6 separate regions of the Mus musculus genome follow, and all the other regions are linked to region 3. The links are chromatin contacts, called in public Hi-C, HiChIP or PLAC-seq and promoter capture Hi-C maps. All regions are on one chromosome and are shown on one strand. Each heading gives the region's core, a stretch centred on a gene start, on an enhancer-like site or on the middle of the called end of the contact. The rest is flanking DNA. Distances are from core to core; before and after follow the strand shown.

The links. Promoter capture Hi-C pulls out the DNA fragments that hold promoters and counts their contacts. Hi-C and Micro-C count contacts between places; a contact is called where the count stands out from the background. HiChIP or PLAC-seq counts read pairs in DNA pulled down with a chosen protein or histone mark.
Region 1: a contact with region 3 is called in a promoter capture Hi-C map of embryonic stem cells, with 64 times the contacts expected there. The contact joins the promoter of Capn8 here to the promoter of Taf1a in region 3. A contact is called at or near these places in 3 of 39 promoter capture datasets (embryonic stem cells, hippocampal neurons and liver), 1 of 115 datasets of contacts at active chromatin or transcription factors (pro-B cells) and 1 of 9 other capture datasets (pancreatic islet).
Region 2: an H3K4me3 HiChIP or PLAC-seq map of the SCID.adh cell line shows a contact between it and region 3, with 5 times the contacts expected there. The contact joins the enhancer-like site here to the promoter of Taf1a in region 3. A contact is called at or near these places in 1 of 39 promoter capture datasets (embryonic stem cells) and 6 of 115 datasets of contacts at active chromatin or transcription factors (the SCID.adh cell line, T-cell acute lymphoblastic leukemia, bone marrow-derived macrophages and 3 more).
Region 4: a promoter capture Hi-C map of embryonic stem cells shows a contact between it and region 3, with 50 times the contacts expected there. The contact joins the promoter of Susd4 here to the promoter of Taf1a in region 3. A contact is called at or near these places in 2 of 39 promoter capture datasets (embryonic stem cells and liver).
Region 5: a contact with region 3 is called in a Hi-C map of Th1 cells, with 4 times the contacts expected there. The contact joins the enhancer-like site here to the promoter of Taf1a in region 3. A contact is called at or near these places in 1 of 484 Hi-C or Micro-C datasets (Th1 cells) and 9 of 115 datasets of contacts at active chromatin or transcription factors (the SCID.adh cell line, astrocytes, bone marrow-derived macrophages and 5 more).
Region 6: a contact with region 3 is called in an HNF4G HiChIP or PLAC-seq map of pancreatic cancer cells. The contact joins the enhancer-like site here to the promoter of Taf1a in region 3. A contact is called at or near these places in 8 of 39 promoter capture datasets (the 3T3-L1 cell line, 3T3-L1-derived adipocytes, the C10 cell line and 4 more) and 5 of 115 datasets of contacts at active chromatin or transcription factors (the 230-238 cell line, embryonic stem cells, memory CD8 T cells and 1 more).

What each region holds. Positions count from the first base shown.
Region 1 is chr1:182,563,217-182,567,473 of GRCm38.p6, reverse strand. It overlaps Capn8 (calpain 8), which reads right to left and starts at 2,467. Exons shown (of 21, transcript NM_130890.2): 1 at 2,177-2,467. The coding sequence starts at 2,413. It overlaps Gm46248 (a long non-coding RNA gene), which reads right to left. Exons shown (of 4, transcript XR_001779884.1): 3 at 3,421-3,550; 4 at 2,993-3,326.
Region 2 is chr1:184,233,936-184,237,746 of GRCm38.p6, reverse strand. No RefSeq gene overlaps it. Among named protein-coding and RNA genes, the nearest start is that of Gm34177, 94 kb to the left of the region's middle. Within about 2 kb of position 1,961, at least 58 of the 459 cell types and tissues checked have an H3K27ac peak or open chromatin away from gene starts, as enhancers often do. A contact at or near this core is called in the SCID.adh cell line, T-cell acute lymphoblastic leukemia and forebrain, where this site is marked.
Region 3 is chr1:183,387,601-183,391,948 of GRCm38.p6, reverse strand. Taf1a (TATA-box binding protein associated factor, RNA polymerase I, A) reads right to left here and starts at 2,964. Exons shown (of 11, transcript NM_001277959.1): 1 at 2,791-2,964; 2 at 905-1,028. The coding sequence starts at 1,028.
Region 4 is chr1:182,762,133-182,766,085 of GRCm38.p6, reverse strand. It overlaps Susd4 (sushi domain containing 4), which reads right to left and starts at 1,870. Exons shown (of 9, transcript NM_001356461.1): 1 at 1,690-1,870; 2 at 898-1,080. The coding sequence starts at 1,045.
Region 5 is chr1:184,050,300-184,054,677 of GRCm38.p6, reverse strand. The region is part of intron 2 of Dusp10 (dual specificity phosphatase 10); the gene reads right to left. Among named protein-coding and RNA genes, the nearest start is that of Dusp10, 18 kb to the right of the region's middle. Within about 2 kb of position 2,792, at least 114 of the 459 cell types and tissues checked have an H3K27ac peak or open chromatin away from gene starts, as enhancers often do. A contact at or near this core is called in Th1 cells, astrocytes, embryonic fibroblasts and 2 more, where this site is marked.
Region 6 is chr1:184,015,084-184,018,826 of GRCm38.p6, reverse strand. The region is part of intron 2 of Gm39725 (a long non-coding RNA gene); the gene reads right to left. Among named protein-coding and RNA genes, the nearest start is that of Gm39725, 3.6 kb to the right of the region's middle. Within about 2 kb of position 2,231, at least 52 of the 459 cell types and tissues checked have an H3K27ac peak or open chromatin away from gene starts, as enhancers often do. A contact at or near this core is called in pancreatic cancer cells, where this site is marked.

The sequences.
Region 1 (4,257 bases), core at 1,218-3,717, 820 kb after region 3:
GAGCTCCCGTGCATTTTATCCATTTAATGGGTACTCTCTGGACATTCTGTCATGGAATGCCAGCTAGAGACAACTCGTTTTCTTAGGTTATACATATTCTTTCATCCAGACTCACTTGGAGCCCAAGGAAGTGGGTAAGACTGCGATTCTCACTTCATGGATGAGGAAACCGGTTCTCAGAGAGAGTTGGTAACCTACCCGCAGTCACTCGGCTAGTGGATGATAGATGAGGGACCAGAACCCTGACCACTGTGAAACATCCAAGCCCACGTTCTTCTCCACCACAGTATCACTCAGCGTCTGCCTATTCTTTGTCCCCTCCTTAACTAGCTAAAGCTCCCCAAGACACCTCCCTGCACAGGAGAATCATGGCTGAATTGGAAACCCTAAGGCTACTAATCCAAGAGGTAGCAGTTAGAGAAAGAATGGATGCTCCAAACTGAGCCTACTGCATTCCATTCAGTAACTTTCCAACAATTCGACCCCTCCATGTGTCTCTTAACCGGGGTCCTTATTATGTGCTTGGTGTGGCTTCGCTCTTGACTAAGTATTTCTCCTTAAGATCAATATGCTGCTCAATTGCCAAGTCGAGGGAAAGGATACTTCTGGCAGAAGAAAAAAAATATTGACCAGGCTGCGCTAAGTCCATTTACACGGGGCATTACATACATCACAGGAGCTTGGGATAGATGCTGAGCCCACACGGTGAGACAAGGAGCTAAGAGCACTGGAGATCAGCGCAACCAGCTGCTGTCTCTGGGGTAGAGTTGCCGCATTTCACCCATGTAAACAGAAAAACCCTAAGGGATTTCAACCTCCCAACAGAGCGTTCATCTTGAGAATCCAAGTGTGATCTGGCAACCTTCACGTAGACAAATGTGTCTTCCGTTCCTTGAGACAAGAGCCTAGGTAGACCTTCTACTTAGAAGCATAAGAACAAGCAGAAGCAGTCATACTCCCCCCGGGTGTAGATCCAAAAGAATCACAGTCAGCTACAATAGTGACACTTGTGCACCCATGTTTATTGTAGCTCTACTGACAATAGCCATGGTATGGAGTCAACCGGGTACCTATCCACAGATGAATAAATAAAAAAATATATAGTTATGTGGGGCTATATGTGTGTGTGCAGTATTGTTCACTATAAAGAAGAAAATCATGTCATTTATAGGAAAATGGACAGAAGCAAAAAAAAAAAATCACCATTTTACCTGAAGTGAACCCAATTCACAGAGATAAATATCACATATTTTCTCTTGTATGTGTGTAAAAATAAAGGGCTATCAGGATGCAGAAGAGCAAATGAAGCAAACACCTTAATGTCCAGGATTATTAGATGCAATATATATATATACACACACACACACACACACACACACACATATATATATATATATATATATATATATACACATATATGCTCCCAAAGTAAAGAAAGGGTTATCCTCAAAAGTGCAAAGTCAAACAAAAAAGCAAGCAGAACCATTGAGAAATGAGCAAAGGTTTTAAACAGTTGTCCCTCTAGAGGATGCACCCATGATATAGAAAGCACAGCATCCATTATCATCAGGGACATGTACATCAAGACCACAGTGTGACCACACCCACCAACTTTAGGATGGCCTCCACCTCTCTCTTCTCTCCAGCCTTGGTGGAACCTTCTATGACCTTCAGTAACCCATGTCCCTCAGCAGCGATGCTATCACAGTTTGCCCCTAGCTGACTGTGTCTAACCTTGGTTTGTTCCCCTGTGTGCTGGCCCGGGGGCACTGTGCAGTGCTAAGTACCCTGTGTTCTGTGTCTCTTACACGCAGGACAATTACACCCTGAGATTTATTTCTCATTCTCCTAACCACACTGAAATACAATGGTTCCAGCCGCACTATTTTTAGGGTGGAAAAACTGAAGCTCAGAGAGCTGTCGCTCAAGGCCACATCAGCAGAGCCAAGGCCACATCAGCAGAGCCACTCATGAGGTCTGACTTGTCCAGCTCTAAAGCTTGTGTGTGTTCTTCCTTAGAAATAATGTTAGGAAGTAAGGCGGATATCAGAACTATAGGATCTGAAAACAGAACCCTGCACTGTTACTTACTTCAACTCTTGACCTGATGTGACAACTCTGTACCCTGTGTGACACTCAATTGTGCCTTGCCATGGTCACTTCCCTATTGCCTTACCGTGGGTCGCTTCCATATGATGCCTTGAGTTTCTGCAGAGCCTGGTCCAAGATCCCTGTAGCCCAAAGCTGACGGACATGCCGGGAATTCCGGGTCTTTAAATAGGACCCCTGAGTTCAAGCATTGCTTTCTCAGGGTCTCGAAGTCCTGGCCCAGATACTTCACAGCATTCTGGTTAGAGCCAAGGCCCTGAGCAGCTGCACGTTGCTTGGATATTCCAGCTGCCAGGGCTGCCATGGCCTGCCTGTGCGTCCTGTAGGTGACAGGAAAGCAGGGCTTCTGTGTCCTCTCAGACATCTGCCCTATGGGGATGCTGCCCTTTAAGGCAGCTCCCAAGGAGGTGTGGCCTGTAAACTTTGCACCTGAGGGAGGCCCTGTTCCAAAGGGACATGAGTCATAAACAGAGTCAAATATGTATCCAAGGTGCAGGCAACTCTGCCCCACCTTCTCCTGCTGTTCACTATTTGGACACCACAATGGAGGCTATCAGGAGTCTCCAAGTTGGATAGGCTGGGGTGATTTCTCCTCCAGAGACTCTGTAAGGAGAGGCCCTGCTCATGCCTTGGTTTTAGTCCAGTGGAAATGACTTAGGTCTGTGGGTGCCCAGAACAGAAAGAGACTAACCCTCTGCTCTTTCATTTTTACCGAGCATGGTGCCTTGCCTGCATGTACACCTGTGCACTACATAAGTGATCTGTCCTTGGAGGCCAGAAGAGGGCACCAGAGTCCCCAGAACTGGAGTTCCAGACAACTGTTAGCTTCCATGTGGGTGTTAGGAGTCCAACGCAGATCTTTGCAAGAACAGCCAGTGCTCTCTCAAACCCTAAGCCATTGCTCCATCTCCAACTTCTGCTCTTTTCAGTCACTTGTGTTCGTTTGTTACAGAAGACACAGGCAGCCAGTACAGTGTGACAAGAATTCTCTGAACTACTTACCCACAACACAGTCTCCCTAGTAACCTGCATTAATCGCCACCATCTCAAAGAGTGTTCTGGGGGCTGGCTGTAAGATGCCTCAGTGGATACGAGGGCTTGCCGCACAAGCAGGACAATCTACATTCAGAGGTAGAGACCAGAGAATAAGGAGTCTGAGGTCACTGTGGGCTAAATGGTGAGTTCAAATCCAACCTGGGTTACGTGAGACCCTGTCTCTAAAATGAAATAAAACAGAATATAAAATAATCATGATTCAGCAGTTCTGAGCTAAGTCTCTAGGACCCATATCAGAGTCTTTAGACCATTCACCTGCAGATGATTCTAAAGCGGGTTCACACTGGTCTCTGAACCAGACAGCCTCTGAGGCTGCCGGTCTTCCCGCTGAGGGTCATCCACGTGTTCAGCCCTGAGCTTGGTGCTTCTGAGAGAGCATGTTTACCTGCCAGACATGAAACAGACAAAAGCAGGGTTTCCCGTGATTCACCAGAAATACAAGGTCAGCATGACCTTCCAGGACAGGAGGCAGTTATACGAAAGCTTTGGCTCCTCCGTGCCTCAGGAGCCCCCATTACTCCCTCAACGCCTCTATTTGCGTTAACACTCGCTCAGTGTTGGGCTCACTGAGGGTTCACAGCTAAGTTTCCACCCTGCACAAGGCTGACCTACCCTTCCTCTAAACCAGAACCCCAGCTCCACCCCATCCCCTGACGTTGCCTGGAACACTGAAGATCCTAGAAGCCTTGAAGCCCTAATTTGGGTGGAGGAGGCATTTTTATTCCTGACCCTATTGCCTAGTTAACTGAGATTCGTGCTGAGTCACAGGAACCAGTGGTTGCTCTGAACACAGTTTTCTGGCCATCCCCAGCAAGCTAAGAGGAACGCCGGGCTTCTGCGTGGCTAGTGGGAGCCGGAGCACACCCGTCCTGCTGACTTTGCCACCTGTTCCCGTGTCTCTCCTTCCTCCATGGAGCATTGATTTCTGTTTAGGGGATGTCGTGTTTGTCCCACTTCAGGGCTTTGCAGGCGCTGTTCCTGCCAAACTGCAATACTCTTCTGCTCTGCTCTCTGATCATCCTTCAGACCTGTGCCCCGGAAGTTTTTCCCCAAGGCCACCCCTCAAATTTAGCCCCTCCCTCCTTTCACACT
Region 2 (3,811 bases), core at 712-3,211, 850 kb before region 3:
GGGGGGAAGATAGACACACAGAGAGATGAGAAAGAGAGACAGAGAGAAAGAACCCATTAGCAATGTCAGGTTTTGTTTATTGTTTTCATCCCAATGGTAATAAATCAATTTTGGGTTTGTCATTTTAATTAGTCTTCTCCCATCAGGGAAGTCAGGGCTGCTAAGTCCTGATAGGGAGCTGAAAAATCACCTGGAAACAGGAGTCCAGAATGTGCCTCAGCCCCAGCCTCCACGTGCTGGTGGGCTCTGTGCATAGAATGGACTCTGCATGCAATAGGGTGGCAAGGGCAGAGCTGTGTCCTCCCAAATGGGCTCGGCACAAGAGTCACCTCAGACTGTGGATTAGGGTTGAGTGCGAAGCTATCGGGATGGGAGGGAGGCTGAGTGTGTCTTTTTTCTGTTGTGGGGAAAGGAGCGGGGAGGGATCAATCTCCAAAGACATGTCTATGCAGTCAGAAGTGAAACAGAGGAAATAAAAGTCAGGGGTCTGCTACCCTCAAGGGTGAGGACAAGGGAAACTCGGGAAGGAAGGAGAATTGAAGCGCTCTTCCTCGGTGTTTCTTTCTCTGCCTTCTGCTTATCCCGAGCAATCCCACTGGCTGTGACACTCTGGGAAGAGTCAAAGGCCTTTGCAACCGTGCAGTGTAGGTGCTCTGACTGAGCTGGTGCAGCAGCCAACCGCGATGTCAGTAAAGGGCTTGCTTGCCTTATAAGCATGAGGATTAAGTTCAACCCCTCAGAGCCCATATAAAAAGCCAGGCATGGTGGTGTCTGCCTGCGATGTCTGCTGGAGAGGAGACAGGCAGAGTCCTGGGGATTGAGGAGATAGAGACAGGCAGACCCTGGGGTTTGGGAAGGTGGAAGCAGGCAGAACCACAGGTTTCCAGCACCAGCCAACCTTACCTCCCTGATAAGTTCCAGGCCAGTGAGATGTCTCAAAACCAGGTGTATGACATCAGAGGAATGACAGTGAGATCTGACCTCTCCAGACCCACACTCACACTGTTGTCTTAGCTTAAAGACCTGAACAGTAACGGAAGTGACTGTGAGCCTTCCAAACCCAAGCCTTAACAGTCACTAAAATCTGCATTGTCCCCTCAGCAACATCTATAATGACCATTGGCTCCCTCCTGCTGCTCAGATTTGTCTCTAACAGGATGACACGTGCATTTCCTTAACAACGTGCTTCTCTTAGTTCTTGTATTTGCTGTGTGTCTGCGGAGAAATCGCTCGCGTCTCTGGGCTTCAGTTCTTTGAACACACTGGGAGTATATATCTAGCCTATTTGATTGGCATGATTATTTTGAGGATCTGATGGTGTGTTCTAGACCAAACAACACACGTTTTCTTCCATATGTGGGTTCTTCGTGTGGCAGGCACATAGAACCATATATGTACTGATGATGTGAAAGTGGAGGTGAAAGTCTTTGGGGAGCAGAGAGGGGTTCACAGGAGTGAGAAGGCAAGAAACACTGCAGGCAGCAGGTGTTGAATTGTCCCAGAGGTCCAGTTTCCTCATCTATGTGACTCCAGGGCTGGCTGCAGACATGCTGACCTCCCCCATCTCTGTCGGCACAGGGCACATGTCGGCCTACCCCTCCTTGTTCACTTCTGTGCATCCCTCTGACCATGGATTCTGACAGGACTGTATCTGGGTATCCATCCTTTTCCATTTCTCCTGTTGAACCAGGAAGTAGATTCTCCCCAGCTGGAAAGCGCTTCCTTTCTCTTTTCAGGAAGTGGCCTGAACTCAATCTCTTCACCCCTTTCACTCTCATGGCTAATTCTAGAAGGATCCTGAATGTGCGCACCTCCGTGGGGTAAAGGCGGTCCATAAGGACGCCCTTTAACTCCTCTGACTACCAGATTGTGGGCTCACTGGGGCCCCTGGCCTGCCTGACGGGTCCTTTCAACCTTCCTCCGAGGGCCAGTCTGTGACTGCACAGAAGAGGGCGCTCTTGTGCAGAGCCGGGACTGGCTTGCCGGGAGGAGTTTCCCGGTTCCTGTTAAGCCTGTGACCTCTGCTGAGGATATTAGATAAAAGGGATCATCACCACTGCCTGCATGTTCTGCAAAATGCAGACAAAACCCGCCAAACTGATAAAATGTTAGGGAACGCCTGGCGAGGCGGAAGGCTGCTCTCCCATCTTCCTGTCCTCCAATGGTCTGAGAGGATGCGGCCAGCTTTTATCAGCTTCCTCCCCTTCCAGCACGCTCACCTCTGTGAAAACCATCAAAGAATGGGGATAAAAACAGTCGTGTGTTTGTTCCAGAGTCTGAGGACTGCTCTCGCTGTTTTGGAAATTACTTACCAGGAACTCATTTTGTCAAACAGACATTTACTGAAAGCCGGGTGTTCAGCTTTTTGACACTTTCAGGAGCAGGCTTCAAGCTCCTTCCTTGCCTGGGCTCTGCTTCCCTCTCTAGTCTAGTTTCCCGATAATTGCCTGTGCGCTGGTTCTTCCCGCCTCCGGCTTTATTGTCACATTCCCATTTTGCTAGAATTATTTTTCTGGCTCCTTTTTTTATTATAATCTTCAGAGCTCAGCATAAATGTCATGTTCTCAAAGATTTTCCCGGGTGTATGCAGTATTCAGAGTTCCACGGATAGGGAAAACAAGAGGAAATGGACAGAGGGATGGAAGATAGACTGATAGACTTATATGATATTGGCATACATTCAAGATATATATGCTATATACAGATAAATTAGTATTGACATGTTCAAGATACATTGAGTGTATGTTCCAGGAATAATATGAAAATACACACACGGTAAAGAGATAGGTTATTTATTTGTGTCTCTTTCTCTCCATAAATGTGTGTGTGTGTGTGTGTGTGTGTGTGTGTGTGTGTGTGTGTGTTGTACTTACAGAGGCTAAATCCTAATGTACACAGGAGGCAAACTGGAAACCCTGGAGAACCGACGGTGTGCTTCTGGCCCAGCTGTTATTGTCTATTCTCATCAATATTCAGAGACTGATTTCCCAGCTGATTTCAAAGAGGCCGAGGGAAAGGGAAAAGGGGAGGGAGAGAGAGAGGAGAGGGAGAGGTAGGGAGGAGGGAGAGGGAGGGGGAGAGACAGACAGGGAGACAGAGACGGGGGGTGAGAAACAGAGAGACAGAGAGAGACAGAGAATGCTCCCTTCCCCAGCTTTTGTGTTCTGCTCAGACTGTCCATAGGTTGAATGAGGCTCTGCTCCATTTGTAATCTGTTAACTCATGCTAGTGATTCAGGCTCAGTTGTTAAAGGTGCTCCACGGTACAGTGGTGACCCGAGTTTGAGAGCCTAGACTGACATGGTGAAAGAAGAGAACTGACTCCTCTGGCCTTCATATACACACCAAATTAATAAGTTTCTCTCTCTATCCCCGGAGCTTAGGAAACCACAACTCTTCCAGTATACATTTGAACAAAATAAATACAGATTTTAAAGAGAAGGGAGAAGTAAAAGGCAAGCTTTATTTTGTTTGTTTGTTTGTTTGTTCTGATCTGTTCTGTTCTGCCTAAAGTGTTGAGGACCAAACCCAGTCCTCACATTTGCTAGACCAGTGATCTACCACTGAACTACACTCCCAGCCCTGGGTACTATTAATAGATGCTTATGACAATGTGAAGAACAATAGCCCTACTCTTTCTGGAAGTTAGGAAAGGCTTTGAAGTGAGGCATTAGAACCGTGGATGGCAAGCCCAGCAGACAATGGAGCACGATGGAATAGGAGCAAGATTTGAAGAACAGGCCAAACAGTGTGGGCTATTGTATGAGCTTTGGGGATTGATGTTTGCATAAGTGGTTGGAAAGTTAGGGCGC
Region 3 (4,348 bases), core at 1,715-4,214:
CCTGTCTGCATCTACACTAGATGAAAACAAAGGAAAACGCATCTCAAACACACTCCATGCAGCAGAAGTCCCCTTAGCACGTCCGATGCATGTGCTCCTCAGTGAGGCCACAGCGCCTTCAGCTCTAAGGCCCCAATATTTTGCCCATGCTAAGATAGAAGTGCTTCCTTTTTGTCTACAGCTGTAAGAAAGAAAAGGAAGAGCCTCCCATCTAATCTTCAAAAGATAAACAGACACCAAGGTGACTACCTGTAATCCCAGCACATGGAGGCCGAGGCGAGAAAGAGACCAACCATGAGTTCTAAACCAGCTCGAGAAACATAAGTGAGTTCAAGGCAAACCAGGGACAAAGAGCAAGACCCTGTTTCAACAACAAATAAAGTAAAATATAAAAATAAAATCATAAAATTAAATTTTAAAAAGGGAATAAAAAGAGCAAACTCGCCTGGGTATCCATTCTGTGTCTGTGTTCACTCCTAATGCTTCCTGGTGGAGGAGTGAAAGGCTTCAACGCTGTGTCACTCACCCACAGCTTCAACGCTGTCTCACTCACCCACAGCTTCAACGCTGTGTCACTCACCCACAGCTTCCACGCTGTGTCACTCACCCACAGCTTCCACGCTGTGTCACTCACCCACAGCTTCCACGCTGTCTCACTCACCCACAGCTTCCACGCTGTCTCACTCACCCACAGCTTCCACGCTGTCTCACTCACCCACAGCTTCCACGCTGTCTCACTCACCCACAGCTTCCACGCTGTCTCACTCACCCACAGCTTCCACGCTGTCTCACTCACCCACAGCTTCAACGCTGTCTCACTCACCCACAGCTTCAACGCTGTCTCACTCACCCACAGCTTCCACGCTGTCTCACTTACCTACAGCTTCAACGCTGTCTCACTTACCTACAGCTTCAACGTGCTTGTGAAGCCATGGGAAATGCATTCCCGTTTTAGAGAGCACCGACGTTTCTGGGTTATCCTCTGCCACAGCCAGCTTTGTCAACTCTTCACCGAAATCACTCATCATCTATTCCAGAGAGTATTAGTTAGCTTCAGCACATGCTAACCCACCGGAAACTGAAGCAGCTACCTCTTTGTCTAATGAGGATCATTTGAGTAGCAACTCATTGTACCTGTCAGGTTGTTTTTTTAAGTATGCATTCAATCTGTTTAGGTCGGCAACAGGTGAAACTAAAGTTCCACTTTAAAAAAGAAAAAAAGAAGAGTGGGGACTGGAGACATGGCTCAGCAGCCAAGAGCACTTGCTGTTCTTCAAGAGGACCTGGGTTCAGTTCCCAGCACCCATACAGCAGTTCAGAGCCTTCTGGAACCCCAGTTCCAAGGCATCCAACCTCCTCAACAGGTACACAGCAGTGTGCATAAATGTGGCAAACACTCATACACAGAAGATAAAAGTAAAATAAAAATCGTTTTTAAAAAAATACAGTACAGCTATGTATCAAGTACATACAGAAACGAAACATCCTTAATTGCAAAGTAAAAAACTCGAGCTACAGAAAGAAGCTTAAGAATATATAACACACGGGGCTGGTGAGATGGCTCAGTGGGTAAGAGCACCCGACTGCTCTTCCGAAGGTCCGGAGTTCAAATCCCAGCAACCACATGGTGGCTCACAACCATCTGTAACAAGATCTGACGCCCTCTTCTGGAGTGTCTGAAGACAGCTACAGTGTACTTACATATAATAAATAAATAAATCTTAAAAAAAAAAAAAGAATATATAACACGCACGTACAGTAGCAGCAGTTGCTAGTATGTATTCGGAACTTAACCACATAAATAGCCCATAAGTTATCTAAGATAATCATAGCAGCAACCGTATTTCCTTCCAAGTTAGGACTGAGAAACGGTGAAGACAAAAGTCTGGGAAACACAAAGCACACAGACGAGCCGGTATGACAAAAAACGTAAGGGGGTCGGCAGCGGCCCATGGCAAAGAAATGACTCGACAAAAGCAGCTACATGCCACTGGACATGGATTTAAATGTCAAAATGCTCAAGACCCTTGTTCTGCGTATCCATCAAATACTGAAGCTACGAATTCCACTGAACGCGTCCCTCCCTTCTGCAATCCCACAGCATCACCCTAGTTCGGTACCCTCACCCTTATCAACTGGCGTTGCTTTCTTTGTTTTCTGCGGTGCTAGAGATCGAACCTGAAGCCTGCTGACAAACGATTTCTTTCTTTTCTTTTTGGGGGTGTTTTGTTTTGTTTTTTTCCGAGACAGGGTTTCTCTGTGTAGCCCTGGCTGTCCTGGAACTCACTCTGTAGACAGGCTGGCCTCGAACTCAGGAATCCGCCTGCCTCTGCCTCCCAAGTACTGGGATTAAAGGCGTGCGCAACCACCGCCCGGTACGATTTCTTTTTTTAATATTACACTTTGTTTATTGTCGGAAGAAGCCACGGCGCACGCGTGGAGGTCAGAGAATCATCTAGAGGGGTCCTTCAACTGTGTAGATCCGGGGATCGAACTCACCCGGCTTGACAGTAATTGCCACTACCTGCTGACCCATCTCCCAAAGAGTTGGCCAGCCTCAAATTTTGTTTCTCCGCCTTAAATCCAGATTAGGCCTTTAAAAAAAATCAATCTCAGCCGTTCCGCGAAAAAGTTTGAAATAGCACCTGAATTAGAAATCGACCTTACCACACACGGTAAGGAGACAACGCAAATCCTTCCTTGGCCCTCAAAGACTCAAACTGGCCTGGGGAAGGTTGGCGTGGTGGCTGTTGCCACGGTAACCAAAAGTTCACGATCTCTGTAACTTACGGTCTCAGAGCCCAGGAGCACAAAGTCAAGAGGAAACCGCAGAAGGAACAAGCAGGAGGCTCACACACCTTTTCCTGTTTCACTGAAAGCGCAAGGCGTACGGAGCCCGCGAGCCGCTAAATCCAAGCTCCAGAGTCGCCCGACTCCACGTTGTTCGCCGCCCCGGAAAACCCTGTCCGGAAGCAGTTAACGAGCGCTTCCTGGGAGCTTGCGCAGAACCAGCCTGGTGGGCATTCAGGTAGTGCGCATGCGTGGCCACGCCCCCACAGGAGCGTTACCTGTGGGAAAGATGCAGAGCCTATCCAGCTCTGAAGAGGCTTCCGGACGAGGCCCGGAAGTGGATGTTGACTTCCGCCTCCCCATTGGTTTGGCCCAGATTGACAATTTAGCCTGAGCCTTAACGAAATTGGAAGATTTCCATCGCAAAGTCGAGTGTGACAAGGGAACGCATAGCCGATCCCAGTTGCTGCTAGCATCTGATTTAAGTGACTTCCTGCCTCACAGTTTGAGCAAGAATCTTTTTCCTTTTCAACGTGGATTGTTGTAGGGATGGGTCTGGATCCCACTTTCATGAGAGACATTCACAGCCATGTGTTAATTCTGGAGGTAGATAGTGGAATTGTTAAGCCTTTGAAAAGGACCATGGAGAATGGCAGATGTATTTTCAAGGGCTGATCCGTTAAATGAACAGACTGGCACCAGTGGTGAAAACACGCATTAATGAGTAAAAGCTACAGGAAGACAACTTTAAAGTTATTGGAACTAAAATAAAAAAGAACGTACTGAAGGCTGCATAAGTGATGGCATGGACTCCTCTGGAACTTTGAATTTACTGCTCGAGAACAGAATCCGAGTATCATAGAAACCTAAGGGTCTATAAAAAGACTTTGTATGAAGAGTTGTTTTTTTTTTTTTAATGCGATGGGTATTTTATTCCGTGTTTTCTATGTAAACAGTATGCAGTGCTCATAGGCACTAGAGAAAAGTTATTTATACAGTTCTTTGTGTCTTTGCCCTTACTGTTTCTTTTTGTTGCTGAGTTTTTGTTTTGTTTTATTTTTGTTTCTAAGACCATGTTTCAGCATTGCCCTAGCTGTCCTAGAACTTAGTCTGTAGACCAGGATGGCCTCAACCCAGAAATCAGTCTGGCTTCCAAGTGCTGGGATTAAAGGCATGTGCCTCTATGCCTGGGCCTTTAAACCTATACTCCTAACTACAGGCAAAGCTAAACTATGTGACAAAGGAGGGGCAGTCACACACACACACACCAAGATAATGATTAGCTTGTCATCTGGAATCTTGATTTATCAAAATGACTCAGCTGATTTTGGTCATGCTCATAAAAATGGGGGAAAATACTAGCAGTAGTGGTGCGTGCCTTTAATCCCAACACTCAGGAGGGAGGGAGGCAGGCAGATTTCTGAGTTCGAGGCCAGCCTGGTCCACAGAGGGAGTTCCAGGACAGCCAGGGCTACACAGAGAAACCCTGTCTCAAAAAAGGGGTGGGAGGATGTTGTGATGTTGAAAGATCCTGGCAGAATGTAAAAGGTCACAGAAG
Region 4 (3,953 bases), core at 621-3,120, 620 kb after region 3:
TGTATTTCGGCTAGGAGAACGCAAGCCTGTCCTTCACAAGCCCACATCAGCAATGTCTCAAGGAGGATCCGGAACAGGCAGGAATGATGGACGGTGGTGCACAAGGAAGAAAGGGGGAGACTTAAGGGGGAGAAATTCAGACCGGAACTCCATCTGTCTTCCTTGACCACAACCAAAAGATAGCCCTCTCGCTTGGAATCAAGCATATTATAGATTAGCCGCCTTACAGGGACTGGGGCTATCAATTTGGTTTCAGAACTTCCACTTCACAGAAGAGTCCTTGACTTAATCCCCACCGTAATTCAGACCTCGCTAAGCAGTCTTCCAGAAACATACCTGAAGGGAACTCTGCAGCCCTTCCCCACCCCCAACAGTCACAGACATGCCTCAGCACACCACCTCCAAGAAAGAGAAAGTTAACTTTCAAATAAACCTGTCCTTCAACTGGTCTGACCATGTTTTCAGACCCTTCACATTCTTCAAGACGGTTTATTCTAAAGTAGTTCAAATCCAGAAGCCCAAACCTGACCTGTGTGTGAAGGGCAAAGATCAAGGGTCGAAGGGCTACAAATACACTGCTTCCCCCCACCCCCACCCCCACACACTCCTTTGATCCTCTTTTTCCTCTGGGCCAAAATGGGAAAATGTGCCAGGCTTCTTATCCTTCCTTCAGAAAAGCCCAATTGGGCTGCCGGTGGGTGTGCGAACCTACACCGGTTCCACACAATTTTCTGTGAACTCCAGGGGTTTTGCAGAAGGCTGGGACACAGGGACTCTATTTCTCAGGCACCCCTAAAGTCTGCACGTATGCAGAAGGCGCAGTGCTGTCCGGTCGGTACAGTCTCCCCTCCCTGCTGGGCCATTCAAAGCTCCCCCCACCACAGCGGGGTCACTCACCACCCGTGAGCTGTGCAGGGCCAAAGCACAGCGCCAGTTGAAACCACAGGATCACGGCCAAGAGTCTCTGGGGGGACTGAGGCTGCTGTTGCTGCAGCTGCTGCTCTAGAAATCCATCTCCATTGCTCGGGTTCATTCCATGATACATCTTTCATCCACAGAGGGCATCCAGCTTGCGAGAGTCTGCAACCAGGAGCGGAACACGACAATACCCCGGGGTTGCCCGGGCTCTGGGGCCAAGCTCTCCCTCCTCCACCCTGGGGGCCCGGTGCCTGGGCTTTGCGGGCTCCATCCCATCCCATCCCTGTTCGCCCCTGCGCAGCCCCCGCCCCCTTTCCCACAGCGAGATCCTCCCTGCCACCCCCCATGCAGGGTCCAGAGAGTAGCAGCCACCATGGGATACTGCGCGTGCGGGAGGGATGGAGGAGGGGAGAGAGGACAGGGGTTAGTGCACACTGGCTCTGTGCTGGTCCCCGGGATTCAGCGGCTCTGATCATGACAGGAAAGTCTAAAGCCTTATAGCATCAAGCGGCTGAGAAAACACTTTTCCCCGGGCCTGTACATTTCACTCTGAGGAATCTCACAATGTGCCCCCTGCTGCCCCTGGATACTTCTCTGCTTTTCCAAGGATTGGGAGGCTCCTATTGCCCCAGTCCCTTATGAAATCTGAGCTGTTATTTTTATTTTAAAAATTCCTCCCTTAGGGGAGCTGAGCCAGGAGCCAACTCGCCCAGCCCGGCCTGCGCACGCCTCCCCGGGGCAGGCAAGCCCCTTCCGGGCTCCGGCTCTTACCTGTGGGTCTCATGCATGCAGCTTCCTTCCCTCCTCCGCCTCCTCCCCCCGCCAGTCTAACCCGCATCTGTGCGCGACCTCTGCTGCCGCCTCTGCGCGAGCAAGCAAGCGAGCGAGCGAGCAAGACAGAGGAGCGAGCGAGCGAGCGAGACGGAAGCCTCGGCGGCTGCCGGGCTACACCGCCCCCGCCCGTCCCGCCGCGCGCTCCCTCCCCGGGCTCCCCCGAGTGGCCGGGGGCGGGGGTGACGAGGGCCACGGCTGCCGGGCTGCGCGCGCCCGCTACCTGAGCTCGGGAGCGCGCGGCGGCGGCGCGGAGAGGGGGAGGAAGGGACGAGGCCCGGGCGCGCGCGGGAAGGGCAGGGGCGCGCGGGCCTGCACGCGCCTCGGCGGGTCCCAGCCAGCGCCGGTAGCAGGGGTAAGGGGATGGCGTGGGCGGAGGAGGACGCCGTGGCCAATGGGAAGCCGGCGCGCCTGCACCTGTCGGGCACGAGTCGCCAGGCGGCGGCACACACGCACACGCATTCACACACGCGCATACGCGTATGCACGCACACATACCCAGGCACACGCACGCGCACACACCGCAGGTCTGCGCCGCGATCCTTCACCAGTGGCCTCTGGAGCCCTTAGCCCCGTGTGTGCCACCAGAGGCTGTGACCTCGAAGGTGGAGGTGGACAGGATGATCCCACCCAGGACCATCACCGATGACAGGGTTAACTTGAATGGGGCGGTGTAAGCACAACCCTTGCTGCTAAAACCTCAAGTTCTTGGTGACCCCGAACATCTCCACGGGTGTGAGCTTCCCCTAGAGCCCAGTGGACAGCCCGAGGAGGCTGGGTCTCTGTCTCCCGTCCCTTGCACCGTCGGCATTTTCCCTCTTGGCTGCCTTGGAGATAGACGCAAGCATCTCTCGGAGCTTTCTCTTGAGAGGCTCTCCCTCAGGGAGACAAGTGACCGGGCAGTGAGATGATGGGTGCCAATGCGGGAAAGCTGGATATCACCGGAAGCTTATTTCCTTTGGGTAAGAACCCGAAAGGATCAGGGGTCCCCAGGAAAGAACGTTCCCCTGGTCAGCGGTCCCTTCCTGGTGTCTTAAGTTCAGCCTGCTGCTAGCTCTGTTCTCCCAACCTTTGCTGTTCCCCAGCAAGCTAGACCTCCCTCTGAGGTCTGGGCCGGCTCCTAGGGTACTTGTGTGAGCCTTGGTGATTAAGGGGTGTGCCTTAATGAGGTAGGGCCGGCAGGCAGTATTTTTGAACCACTGGATCCCCATTATTCTGTAGCAATTTGTGGATATGAAAAACCATGTTTCTGATACAGCCACCAAATCATCTCGTCCTTCTATCGACTTTCCCAAAATCTCACATACTGAAGGTAGTTTGGAAATTACAGCTTTTACCGTGTTGGCTTTTACTGCGAGTAATTTTAACAAATTCTTGCAGGAGAAATTAGCTTTTAGTAGATAAATCTAGTTCAATGTTGTTGATTTTTTTTTTCGATTTGTAAAATTGAGATGTCAGCTTTGCACGGAGTAAGTTGAACAGTTTTGGTTATCACAAATGCATTTCTGCTAAAGCCTGAACTCTGAAGCCCAAAGCATTACTTGGGCATTTTTCTGTGTTTCCAAGGTCCTAAGATTGTTCGCTGCAAATTGAATATTTATTCTAGCTTATTCTCAATAAAATATCTACCGTTTTAAAAATAGCTGTCAGATCCACAGGGCATAAAACTATTTGTTGACCATGCAACAAATGTATCTGAAGTCTGCCGCTTAGCTGCAACAATCGGCTTATAAGACTACCAGGGCCAACAGGACCATCCAAGTTCATCTGTCCCAAGCCTGGGATCTGCGCTTAAGTCTCCTTTCTGACACAGTGCTAGCCAGCTGGAGCTACAGCTCAGCAGTAGGCCACTTGCCTAGCTCTTGTGTGAGGCTCGGGGCTCCACCCTTAGTACCACAAGAATTAAATTATTTGTGAACAAGGTCACGTAGCCTCATCCAGTACCTGAGGAAGCCTGTTGTAGTTGCTGGTTGCACTCAGAAATGCCTTCCTCGGGTGGGACTGCTCTGCTTTGGGTTTGTTTGTTTTTTCTGTTATTGTGCTAAGACACTGACCAAAAACAACTTGGGGAGGGGAAGACTTTTACTTGGCTGACAAGTTACAGTCCACCAGTAAGAAAAGCCAAGACAGGAACTGAAGGCAGGAACTGAAGGGGTCGGGGTGGGGAATGGAGGAACGATGCTTGCTTACCAGCTTTGCTTCCT
Region 5 (4,378 bases), core at 1,543-4,042, 660 kb before region 3:
CTGTAGCGAAGTATCAATGCCAGAATGTTCTGAGAACACTGGGAGACTCGCCTGGATGACACCACGGGTCACAGCTCATGGAAGCTGGTGCAGGGAAGATGAACTCTGCTGGTACCAGGCTGAGGAAGAGGCAAAGAACAGTTGCTGGACCTTACATGTGACAAATAGGCCCATAGGTGAGGTTGAGAATAAGATCTGTCACATTTGGCGGCCTCTAGCCTGTCCCTCCTCTCACATGCTCCCATCTCTGTACTTCCCTTATGAGCAATGTTGACAGAAGTGAATGAAAAAGAGTTGTGAGGAAAAATGGTCAAGAGGGACACCCAGGCGGAGAGAGGTCTGGAAACAGGCCCTGCCTGAATTCAGGTCAGCATGCATTCAAGAAGTGCTCACAGTGGGATAGAGAGCTCTGTCCCAGGCATATGCCTAAGAAAGGTCTGGTTTGGCCCTTAGACCTGGCAGCAGCCCTTCCATCTAAATAGGATCAACAATCACAGATACTTTGGACAGGGTCTTCACTGACCCAGTGGCTCTGTTTCTCCCACAATACCAGCTCTACAATCAGGCATTCTCGAGTCCCTCTTATTTGTCTTATTAACTCTGAACTGGCAGGCTAGTTATTTACATTTCAGGTCACTTAAACTCACATTATCAAAGAAGTGGAGAGACAGCTCAATGGGTAAAATGCTTACTCAGTGGGTAAGTATGAGAGTGTGAGTTCAGATCCAATGCCCACAGAAGAATCCAGCCATCCTTGGGAGGCAGAAACAGGAGAATCCAAGGGGCTCGCTGGATATATACCAGGTAAGCACAGGAACACACACACACACACACACACACACACACACACACAGCCAAGAGCAGGCATGTACAAGTGGACATATATAGACACACACATACACACAAAAATAAAAGTAAATAAGACACCGGGATTATCCCCTAATAGTTTTGACTTAAATGGCGAGAGTTTCCTCTCTCCTGAAGGGGATTCTTACATCCTTCGCTCTCTCACAGGGCTGTAGCACATACTTATGTCTTGAAAGGTGTACTCTGAACCCTGTAGTCCACAGGCAAACATTTGGAAGTACCTCAGGGGAAGGGAGCACCCAACTCTAGGGCAGTCAGTTCTAAGCATCTGTTCTATCTCTTTTAGAAACTGAGGCTGACATTCCATCCTCACCCTTACTGAGGGGGCAGGGAGCTGCTTGACACCCTCAGTGAAAGCTACTGTCAGTTATTTGGCTGGACTATCGCCACCATTAAACTTCTAATAAGCAAGCCTGCGTTGGTGACAGAGTGCAGAGAGCCCAGGGCCAGACCAGGTTAAACAGATTTCAGGAGATTTCACAACTCTTCATACTCTTTGCTTCATTCCCGTTTCTTGTAGAACCCCTCCCACCAAGTAATGACAGTTTTCTTTTCTTAGAAACCCATTTTCCAGGGTGGCCCTATCACGTGCCTTGAGGAGTCAAACTTTCTAGGAGCTTGGTGACCTAAGAAGGCTTTGCTGGACTGGACTAGTCTGAGCAAAGCTAAAAACTAATGGCCTTGGAGGTGGGGGTGGGGGTGGGGGGACCTTGTCTATTTTAAGCCAGGAAGGAGAAAGCAAAACAAAATAGACCAAAAATAACCATACAAGACCATGGCTAAAATATCCAAACAGGGGTGTCCACAGAAAAGGCGCTGTTGGATATGACACCATATTTTTGAAACAAAGTGAGACACGCCACAAGTATGAATCCTAACAATGCAAATGACCAAGTAATGCAAATCCCTTACTTAGGGTTTTCCCACACAGTGCTTTCCTTACTGGAACAAAATCTCAACATCAATATTCAAGAATTTCTTGTAAGAAAGAGGCCAGCATGCTGGGCCACCACACCCCTCAGGTGACACCTAGGAGTTGAAATAGAGGGGGCCTCCAAAGGTGGGAAGGTCTTGGGCCTAGAAATATCACAGGTCTTCCTGCTGACCTGGAAGCCTTGCAGTCTAAAGCAGTCTTCCCAAGACCACATCATTTTGTAAGACTAGAGTGAAGGCTGCCTCTTGTCTCCAAGGAAATGGGGTTAGGGAAACAAGTCTTGCTATCTTACCAAGTGCTACGGTGTTCTCTCACCACCAGGGCCTTCAAGCAGACACTGGGTGCTTTCATCTCAGAATACTGCAATGCAGCTCTGACACAGCTCTGACAGCGACTCCAAGATTGACTCTTACAGAAAGCCACCACAATCCCCAACAGCGTTGGCCTCACTGCCAGTTGTAAGTGTGGTGTCTCTCAGGCCTCTGACACCTCTGACTAAATTGTCACTAGTTCTTTGCTTCCCCATAATACCCGGGGTTCAAGAATCCACTAGGATGATTCGCTGAACTCAGGAAAGCACTTTTGTTTGTGCTAATTAATGGCTTCACTATAAAGGATGCAAGCCAGGGCCAGCAAAATGAAAGCTGCACAACGTAGGCCCTAGTATTCCACACCGTGCACTTCTCTGTTCAGTCGTGTGAAATGAAGACACTCTATTTACCCTGCTGGCATGTCCCTGTGTGCAAGGAGGATGCCTGCCTGAGCTTCGAGGGCCAGGCTTCTGTGTTCTTCAGGATCATGTTTCACTAGGTGCAACTGGACTTGATTCATCATCAGCCCCGTGTCTGAACTTAATCCTCAGTCCAGCTTGCCTCTTCTGCGGAGGCTGGCTACATTCCAAGCTTCCGGGCCAGTCACAGGGCTGGCCCTTCTGATAGATGACCAGCTTGTCCCCTGAGTCATCTCATTAACATAAACTCAGGTGTGAGCCAAGGGGCTCTGCAGGAGCAGCTCAGGCACTCTTATCTCTCTGTAGATTCCAGAGGGTGAGAGATCATCTCCCACAACTCAGGGACAGAGGGCAGAAAAAAAAATCAATTTACAAGTCCATAGCCATAAATGTTGTGGACCTGGGAGTCAGCCTAGACTTCAGGCGACTTCGGTGTGACTCCAAGTGATTCTGTGAACCACTCTCAGCCTCTATTTTCTCATCTTAGAAAGAAATGATAACTTATCATTATACAAAGATTGGCCTCACTGGATAGAAATGTCAGCAGGATACTACATGGCAAGACTATTTTTTCTAGTCACTACCCTGAAATGTAAAGGGAAACAGGCCAAAATTAACACTAATAACATATTTGACCAAATTATGGTTTCAACATGCAGCTGAGTCTTTCACACTGCAACCCAAGAAGGGTTTCTGAAATCTGATAAGTATGATTCAGAGCTGCTTCAACTAGCTCTAGCGACCAGAATCAGGCAGGGCATAGCTACCAGGAGACAACAGCTCAGGTAAAGGTGATGTCCCCATTCAAGGAGTCCCTGCTGAGTGCCAAAGTCATTACTATCTGGCCATGTTAACAGAAAGGAGCATGTGTTTGTATGTGCAAGCATGTGTTCACATGGACAGAGTTAGCAACCAGTAACAGAAAATGATGGTTCTACAAGCTGCATTGCACCAGAAAGTGAGCTGTCTCCCCATAGATGAAATAGCCACTTTTCTCCAGAAAAGAACACTCCACCCCATTATCTGACAAGAGTTCTGTTCCCAAGTTTGTACATCACATCAGCACACACTGCAATCCTTAACAAAACAAAGCCACCACGGATAATGGCTTTTGATGGGCAAAGACCCCTGGAAGACACCATGTGGCCAGATCTGAAAGATTTGAGAGCTCTGAAGAGCTCTGGGAAGGTAAGGAAGAAAAGCTGAAGGAAGGAAGGAGCTGGGACCTGCTGAGTCACAAAATGATGTCCATGGACCTCAAGGGTTAATGTCAGAGCCACCAGCCACCACCAGTCAGTCCCAGCCAGCCAGGAATCCCACTCCACAGTGTGGAAAAGCTGTTCACTGAGAACCAGGAAAGCAGAGGTCCCTCGGAGATGAATGTCAAGGTCATGATTTGGACAACTTTGGAGCATCTGGTTCTCAGGCCTCAGAACGTTTTCCAAACGTTTTATAGAAGATGTGGAAGGTGGGCTGGGGAGACCGCCCAGTAGTCAAATGCAAGCAGAAGAGGCATGAGGACGTGAGTTTGCACTCCTTGGCAACCACGTGAAAGCCAGGTATAGGTACACACCTCAGGGGTTGGCTGGGGAGACAAAATCTTAGAAGGGATCTCACGGTCCAAGCAATGTAGCCCAAGTGTTCAATGTAGCCTAGGGTTCAGTGAAAGAGCAAGCCTCAAGCGTAAGTCAGAAGTCAAGTGAGACGGCTCAGCAGGGAAGGGCATGCTACACATGTGTGAGTGCCTGAGTTTGATTCCTGGACCCTGAAGATAGGGACTGAAAAAGTTATCATCTGACCTTCACAGATAGAGTGCGCAAACATTCATGCTCGCACGTGCACACACA
Region 6 (3,743 bases), core at 982-3,481, 630 kb before region 3:
CCACCTGTAAGGGGATCTGAGCCCCCTGTTCTGGCCTCTGAGGGCAAGAGGCATACATGCACACCTACATACATGCAGAAACTCACTTATTCACAAACAATAAAAATAAATCAGTCTTTTAAAAATTTAGGATAGTTATAACCCTAACCCAGCACAATGGTTTGAAAGTAGACAGCCATTATTTTTGTTGGCTGAATAAACAACATTAAGGCAGAAAGAGTGAGTCTGTCTGATGTCATGCCTGACTATAGTCAAGGTAGTCTTAGTTAGGGTCTCACTGCTGTGAAGAGACACCATGACCAAGGCAACTCTTATAAAGGGAAACATTTAACTGGGGCTGGCTTACAGGTTAAGAGGTTTAGTCCATTATCATCAATGTGGGAGTATGGTAGCATCTAAGCAGGTGTGGCTCAGGAGGAGTTGAGAGTTCGGTTTTCTTCTGAAAGCAGACAGAAGACTGGCTCCCATGTGGCTATGAGGAAGGCCTCCAAGCCCACCTCCAGAGTGACACACTTCCTCCAACAAGGCCACCCCCCCGCCCCCAAGAGTGCCACCCTAGGCCAAACATATTCAAACCACCAGGGTGGTCTTACATCCTAAGTTCTGTGCTGTAATGTATAGACAGAGGTATACTTCAGGAATATAGGGGGAGATTGTGGAGCCAGGAAGATGATAGACAGGCCATACTGTCAAGGACTCACCTTTCTTTAACCAGATTTTGTGTGTTCTCCAATCCTCTCCTAGAGTACATTGAAAACAATAGTGGCTGAGAACATCTTTCAAAATAAGAGTCCTACCCATTCTCCATAGACTCTTGTCAGCTCCTTGTAAAGTTTCCCTGGTTTCTCTCTCTTCCAGCTTTACCATTAGCACCCCTCATGCCTGCCAAACCATTGCCATTTTGATGTCTGCCCTTGACTTAGACCTGATTTATTTACTATCTCATTGTTGTCTCTGAGTTCACTAAGATATAATTTACAGAGTCTAGCCACAGCAGATGAGTTGGCCCATCTAATACTTCACCTGCTGCGGGACAGAGAGAAGGGAGCAGGTGGGCAAAGTGGCACAACCATTATGAGCCAAAAAATAGATTATGGCTGGAAACTCCCATCTTGATTTGGCCCAGGGGCCACGGGTATATTTGGCTGGCCCCTGACTGACATAATTATTATTGCCAGAAATTAATTTTAGCAAGAACTTGAAAGGAGGACATGGGTGATTAAAGTTCTAATAATAACATTTTTTAAAAAGTCTGGGTTAATGAATCTGTAACTCAGGCAAAAAAAATAAATAAATAAAATAAAAGAGGCTGTGAGTGTTCTGGGACCAGCACGTGGGACTGAGCTCTGAAAAATAAAAGGTATTTGGCTATGGAGTCAAGTAGGGCAAGGTTGGATCACATGGCCCCAAGAAAACTTAGGGAAAGGAGATAACACTTACTCTACAGTGGGACTGCTTCTGTAATTGAAAATGTGGATGAAGTAAAACTTTACAAAGCAGATATATGAGTGAGAGAGAGAGTGTGTGTGTGTGTGTGTGTGTGTGTGTGTGTGTGTGTAATCAGAAAACAAAAAACAAAACAAAGCCGGGCGTGGTGGCACACGCCTTTAATCCCAGCACTCTGGAGGCAGAGGCAGGCGGATTTCTGAGTTCGAGGCCAGCCTGGTCTACAGAGTGAGTTCCAGGACAGCCAGAGCTACACAGAGAAACCCCCTGTCTTGAAAAACCAAAAAACAAAAACAAAAACAAAAAAAAAACCAAAAAAACCCCCAAGTGTCAGTCTTTGGGGTCCACCTTAACACAGAGTCTCTTTGTTGTGTACCATTGATCAGCACATGCCAAGCTAATTTGCCAAGGAACTTCCAGAGGTTCTCCTGTCTCCATCTTCCACCTCTCTGTGGGAAAGTCTAGACTACAGATGCTTTGTCCAGCCTTAGACAGGTTCTTAGGTCCTCCCGTTTGTACTTTTCCCAGTGAGGCATCTCCCTGGTTCATCAAACAGTGTTTTAAATTCACTGTAGGTATCTGTGCGTGCGAGAGAAGGCCCACTGGTTCCTTTGGAAGAGGCCTGTGGGCATGAATAGTCTGCTGGGACCACTTTGGCTCTTCAGAGTGTTTACTTTGATTAGGCCAAGGTGCAGTCTGATTGGTGGATGTCTTGCTAGTTGTATAATATGGTATCATCCGAGGGTATAGAATTTCCTGCCTTTAGCTGGCTTAGGGTTTAGCAGATGAGAGACTCACAGATGACTCTGACTAAAGCCCTTTAGATCTTCACAACAATGCCTGGGTGTATTCTCCCAGCTGCATTCTGCAGATAAGAAAGCAGGAAGTTCAAGGGAAAAGGTGATCTTTCACATTCCACAGAACAAGAACCTCTCCTAGTTTGTCAACATCTGAGTTCAACCTCAGAGCTAGCCCTCATTATCCACGGCCTCCCTTTTGGAAATGGAGGGTTAACTGCAGCTGCCCACGCCTCAGTTTAGAAGTTTTTGATATTCTAAACTCAGGTTTTCAAATCTGATAGCTACATGAAGCTCACCCTTCCAGTCCTACCACTTCAATTTAAAAAAAAAAAAAAAAAAAACGAAACAAACTCCCCCAAAGCTTAGGTGATATAAGCCAAAGTCATAGAGTTGTCTTCAAGACTTTTATTAGGAATTGATGTGTAAGATTACACAGAGTAAAAAAAAAAAAAAAAAAAAAAAAAAAAAAAAAAGCATTACTGAACGAGAGAGCGGGTCACAGAGCAAAGAATATACAGGGGAGCGAGCATAGGGTCCCGTAGATCAGCATAAAAGGAACAGGAACGGGAAGAGGTATCCCGTCTGTTGACACTGGTGAAATACAGGTTAAAAACTGAAACGCTGATATTCACAGATGTAAACCTGAGGCTTCGGGAAAATCCCATTGTGAAGAGCACCATAATTTCCAGAGGCCGCGCGCGCGTGTGTGTGTGTGTGTGTGTGTGTGTGTGTGTGTGTATGTGTGGTTTCTCCTCATTCACAGCTTGTTGAGAGGCCACTAATGTCACTAGATCACGGCAACTGGACAAATGAGCTCTCCAGGAAATAAATGATGCCGGAGTCTGGACTCCCTGAGAGAGATGTGTAACTACAGGTTTTTCCTCCCGTGACCCAGTTCCCCAATAACTACTCGGAGGCTATATTGTTTATTAAATTCCTAGGCATAAGCTAGGCTGTCTCCCCAACTAGCTCCTAACTTCGACTAACCTGTTTGTACTATTCTTTGCCTGCCGCATGGCTAGCTACCTCTCCTGAGTTTCGTACATCCAACTTCCTCTGGGTGGGGAATCGCCTATGCTAGACTCTTTCCCACAGTTCTTTGCTCCTTGCTGGATGTCCTGCTTTCTAGTCTCCTCTCTCCTATAGGCCATAGGCATGTTATTGACAGGTTATACTTCCACACAGTATATAGAGATTATCCCTGCAGAGCCAAGAAGCCTGAATGATTTAACAGCTTTGTCCCTGCAACTGTCATGCACTTAACCCCCTTCCAATCTCTAACCCAACCTCTCCTAGTAGTTTCTCCCTGAGACCCAACAGAATGACTATGTCAAGAGAAAGAGAACTTGGAAATTGCCTACAGTGATGGCCTGCTCTTTTTCCAAGAAAGGCAAAGGAAACTTAAGGAAGTAAGATACCTTGCAAGGGCACGAGAAAGGCTATTTACACATTAATGCCAGAGATGCCAATTTCTGGCTTTTGTTTCTTGCTGTGTGA